2 separate regions of the Danio rerio genome follow, and region 2 is linked to region 1. A link is a contact called in public HiChIP or PLAC-seq data. All regions are on one chromosome and are shown on one strand. Each heading gives the region's core, a stretch centred on a gene start, on an enhancer-like site or on the middle of the called end of the contact. The rest is flanking DNA. Distances are from core to core; before and after follow the strand shown. Region 1 holds the start of myoz1b (myozenin 1b). Region 2 holds the start of arhgap12b (Rho GTPase activating protein 12b).

Region 1 (2,700 bases), core at 1-2,500:
TTCCTTGGTGCTTGCTCTCATTGTGAATGATGCTTTTGCCAAAAAGGCATGACATCCATTTCAATCACTTGTGTGAGCTGTTCAACAGCATTTGTGAACTTGTATAGGCCTAGTTGAACATTGCTTGCTTTGCTTTTATCAGAAAATAACCCAATGGCCTTGGTGGAAATGAAAACAATCTGGAATGGTGGGTACCATTTCTCTACTAAGGTTAAGAAGGTTGATTGGAAGTAAAACTGTAATGTACAGTGTTGTTATTCAGGTGATAAAACATGGGAAGGATGTGAATGAAAGGTATGAAGCAAGATATGTAACTTTAAAGCAAGGATAGAGAGGAAAGTGCCTTTTGGTCATTAAATAATGTTCAACATTTTCACGAGTGTGTATTAAAAGGCTCGCCAGAATGTATTTCATGCTTTTACATAGCATTTTAAAAGCTTTGATTCTTTAGTAAATGTGTTATACTTGTGTTAAATATGAGAAAATTGTAATGATATAAAATGAATTACAGTGCTTTATAGTGGAATTATGTACAATGCAAATAGTAAGAGAATGGAAAGTTTAATGGATTTCATAACTCTAAGCTTGTGGAAAGGGTAATATGAGAATGAATTTGTACTGAGTTAATAAAGGGCAACGAAAATAAATGAAAAATGCCAATTGTGATTGTCTGTATGTTCATTTAGTTGTTGAGGCGATATCGTCTTACAAGGATGTACTGTAAATAATTGCGTGTAAGTGCTATGCCCACATTGAAGCACATAGTAAATAATATAATTTATAATCCCACAAATTTATCTGAAATGTTGAGGGTACAATATTCAGTAATCATAACAGACCCCTGAGTGGCGCTGTTGTGCGAAATTGAACAAGTATTTTGTGTTTACACAATGACAGACAGCTCTTTTAAAGTTTTACCTCGGATACCCAGCTCAGCTCATAGTAAGTAATATTCTTAGGTTTATAATGTAATAAATAGAAAAAAAATCCAAACGTTAAGAATATTTGTCAAGTAATGGTCGTGTTCAAAACATAGATAAATGCACACTTTTGTTGTAGTTCTGTAAACAACTGTGCACGGCTTAGCAGATCTGTAATCTTACCCTCGCTCAGTAAAACTGCCTTCGGACCCCTCTGCTCTACCATACCGCATGATCATATTTCACAAAATATCAGGCGCTAACTTTAGCCAAACTGTGTGTATCCGTCATGACGAGCCACATTCTGTTTCTGTCAGACGCCCCTGCTCGTGATGGTTGGTACTACAGGCGCTCATCTCTCCTGTTTGAGGCCAGGTAAAAACAAGCTTCATTATTGCACTTAATTTGTACCCAGCAGGTTTTCTTGACATGCTTTTATTTGAAAGACAAATTTGACGGTGAACAGACTGTATATGAAAGACTACAACTCATAATTACTGTCGAGACTGCTGAAGTGCAGCTGTAAACACTCGACTCCTCTTCAGGGCCAGTATTTTTTGTGGAGGTCTGCCATTGTTTCTCAGAGTTACAACCATGATCACTAAATAAATAAATAAATAAATATTCATAAGCAAAACTATTATCAATATTATCAATTTCCTGTTAATAATAAACAACCAGTGTAGCTGATATACTATACTTACTGATTAGGAGACTGGATTCATAGATGGATAAATGAACATACAATATTTTAGGGGGGGTGTGACTGATTTGTGTATCTTTTTAATTGTTTAATTGTTTTGTTTTTAACTGTTTGGGTCATTTGCGAATTTGTTCCATTACCAAAAACTATACATATAAAAAAGTTGTGTAAATAAATAAATATATATATATATATATATATATATATATATATATATATATATATATATATATATATATATATATACACACACATATTTATTTATTTATTTACACAACTTTTTTTTTTTTTTTACAGCTCTTCACTTTTAACATTACAATAATTTCAGTAATAATAAATAATTTGCTACAGTGGAATGGAAAAAAAAAGTGCAAACAACCTAGGGTTGGGTAATAAAATAGGTATTTATTGAACAAACACCGTTGTCAATATCGATGATAAAAAACGTTTGGTATGTGGTTTCGATATGAAGCTATATAGTTTTATTAAAATGTGGCTTCTGAGCACGCGCCTTGGAAGCAATGCCAATAAGCTTAAGGTGGCTTTTTGGTTTCTTTTCTTGTACATCCCAGCCACTAGCTCCTTATCTGAAAGATTTTTAGCACAGTGGGTAATGTAGTCATTCAACTTCACAGTTTGTAACGTTCTACATGTATTTGAATAATGATGACTGGTTACTTTACTTGTAAGCTCAGAGTTAATTATCATATTATTATTATTATCATAATTAGTGTTGTTTACAGAGTTTAAGGTTTACTGCATCTCTATTACTGACACCTTACAGATGTTGATCTACCTTTACCATTGCACACACTTTGTAACGTTTTATTTATCACGTTTAAGATTCTCTTTAACTCTTCTGTTTGTTTTATTATAAAGAGATCAGATATTTTATATACATTTTTCTGCTTTTGTCTATTAAAACTATTTGCCATAGTAATGTTGTTAAAATAAAATAAAGTGGTTAAAAAATAAAATAAAAAAGCCTAATATTCCTAAATGTATTGCTAAAAAATATTCAATAATTATCAATATCGAGTGAAATGAAACATGATATAATGATAATTTTTGTTAGCA
Region 2 (2,700 bases), core at 76-2,575, 210 kb before region 1:
AGAATGCCAATTAAGCAGTCTCAGCTGTATTTCAGTTATTTAATTATGTTTATAATACGAAATCTGGCAAGTCTCACAACAAATTAGAATAAAATGCTACATCTAGTGTCTTGAGTGTCCCTTGTAATGGCTTGATGCTCTGAAATGGCTCTTTGTCATTCATCTCGCTGACTTCAGAGTAGCTCTCTTTTTGATTAAACTATTTATCATGCCGACAAACAACCAGGCAGAATAAATCGGGTTTGTTTGTCTAATCCACTCAGCCACTTAGCAGCCGTGAACACAAAGTGACCTTGCAGGCGGGAAACGCATTATCGACATTACTTGATTTTCAGCATCAGAAAATTCTCTCACACGTCAAACGGCATTTGCTTTCCTTCCAGCGGTTCATTCATTCAATACAGATGCAGATGAGCACTGTGAGCCATCGCCACAGCCCAAAGCAGACCACAACTAGAGGACCCGTTTCCCCTGGTAACCCGCCTTTGTTTGGGTCGGCTGCACTGGTCACTCATCGCGGTCGACAGTGCGGTCCCTCCCCGGGCGAAGGCGACAGCGAGGCCGCGGGGGAAAGGGGGAAGGGGTCGGTTCGGTCCATAAACTTTTAAACAAAACACCAAAAGTACGAACTAACAGTTCTACCCAAGAAATGTATACTGTGATCAATTACAAGTGATTTGACATCACAATAATTTAAACAAAATGATTCCAAAGGGAAAGCCAACACTAGTTTTCCAACGTTATCCATAATAACAACAACTTTGATGAACCGTTTGAACCCCCTTGACTGATGACAGAAATCTAATCAAAACAAAAGCTGAAATAATAATATACACAGATACAAATGTACATAATATGAATCATCTCATAACAAGACGAAAGTGTGACTGGCTATCAACTGCGTGTTAAAACACATGGCTGTAATTTAAAAGCCTGATGGGAGTATTTTGCCGCAGCATGATAGCAGGTTCCCCCAAACCACGAATCCCCAAAGCGGCTTTAGTGGCTGGCCGCAAGGTAGCAAACCGCTGTGCAACAATCAGTCCCCAGTGCTCGCAACAATGCAACTCTTTATATTTACAACAATGCGCCTTTGAAGCATAAGAATGAACGCAGAAACTGCCCATACTGACCTGGCGTTCAGGGGGATCTGGGAGCGGCCATGCCCGTTAGTTGGAGAGTCTCTGAAATAAACTTTTCCCTTTGCAGTCCTCGGCACTCGTGTAAAAAAGATAGTGCTCGGCAGCAACACAAAACACACGATCTGACCGCCTCGCGCTTCCAATCGCAGTCGGTCTCCGTGGGTGAGCGAGTGCGCGTTCGCGTCACTGCGCGCTCCCGCCTGTCCTGTGTGAAGCTCTGTCAGACTGCTGATGCTCCTGTGTTACCGCATCAGGCCCCCTCGTGGGGTTGCAAGGCTCTTGATCCCCCCTCTGCTCAGTGGAAAGCAGGCAGAGGCGTTTGCGTGGTTCTGCATGCATAACTTTGGGTCACTGGACTTTATTATACACTAAACCTTTATTTTATGTTTTCTATTGCATTAAGCAACGTGTATTGCAACAGTACATTAAAAACTTTCAGCAAGCTCCTCTCAATTTGTTGCAAAATCTTTTTATTTGCAGTTTTATCTTGCCATCAATTTTTTTTATTTTCCAAAACTGACAGAAATTGATAGGTATGTGGTAAGAGAATGATTTAAAATTTGGATTTGAGTGTCACCCAGTGGCTGTTTTTGGTACAATGCCTAAACGAAATCTCTGAAGAGCTTTTGTGATATCACTTTTTTAAAATTTGAAACATAACTTGATTATAAATATGACTGTAATTCATTCATTTGCTTTTCAGCTTAGTCCCTTTATTAATCAGGGGTCACTATAGTGGAATGAACCACCAACTTATCCAGCATATGTTTTATGCATCGGATGCCCTTCCAGCCGCAACCCATCACTGGGAAACACCCATAAAAATGCATTGAGTGTGTAAACTAGCGACATTAGGAGATAAGAAATGCAATCCAAAATATTTGTTTCAATGTAGGGCAGTTAAAGGGTTAAAAAGTAATTATATCCAGCACACTTATGAACAATTCTAAAATAGTTTTTGCATGTATGTGAAGTTAAATTTGCTTCATGAATCATTTGAATTTACAACTTAAGTGTACATTGACAAAATGTCCACCAGGGTGAGACATTTGTCAGCTGTAAAATGCTCTTGCTAAAGATTCAAGCATTTCTTAAATAATTATTTTTGCACAGTGTGTTTGAATAAATTAAAAACATACATTTGCCAGTTACCTGAATATTCACCTTGACCATTAGGAATAAACCCCTACAATAATATTTTAATCGCTATTCAGTTATGCTTGTTGTTGGCAAGTCTGACTTCACATAGTTTACTTAAACTGAATTAAAATACTACATTTGAACCTAATTTTGATCAGAGGTATTAAATCAAGGAAAATACGATTTTTTAAATACATATATTTTTATTTGAAATCATTTTAATTACTTTTATTTTAAAATAATAGACAACAGTTCACAACTTCCGTTTCTAAGCGGAGGTAAATGCGCTTGTAGTCCTAATCCGAACCCCTTACCGTTAAAAAATGCACAAAAAAACTACAAAGACCATTCTGCTTTTCAGAAGACGTTTAAAAGGTTGCTGCGCAGTGTGCGGTAAAGGATGGTAAACAGAGGTTCG

Evidence for each region. HiChIP or PLAC-seq counts read pairs in DNA pulled down with a chosen protein or histone mark.
Region 2: an H3K4me3 HiChIP or PLAC-seq map of embryo shows a contact between it and region 1, with 3 times the contacts expected there. The contact joins the promoter of arhgap12b here to the promoter of myoz1b in region 1. A contact is called at or near these places in 1 of 18 Hi-C or Micro-C datasets (caudal fin) and 1 of 4 datasets of contacts at active chromatin or transcription factors (embryo).

The regions. Positions count from the first base shown.
Region 1 is chr12:28,207,213-28,209,912 of GRCz12tu, reverse strand. It overlaps myoz1b (myozenin 1b), which reads left to right and starts at 1,250. Exons shown (of 6, transcript NM_001002447.1): 1 at 1,250-1,295. It overlaps synpo2lb (synaptopodin 2-like b), which reads left to right. Exons shown (of 4, transcript XM_001341244.8): 4 at 1-666.
Region 2 is chr12:28,420,756-28,423,455 of GRCz12tu, reverse strand. arhgap12b (Rho GTPase activating protein 12b) reads right to left here and starts at 1,325. Exons shown (of 17, transcript NM_200874.1): 1 at 1,134-1,325. It overlaps hexd (hexosaminidase d), which reads left to right and starts at 2,649. Exons shown (of 12, transcript NM_001077167.2): 1 at 2,649-2,700.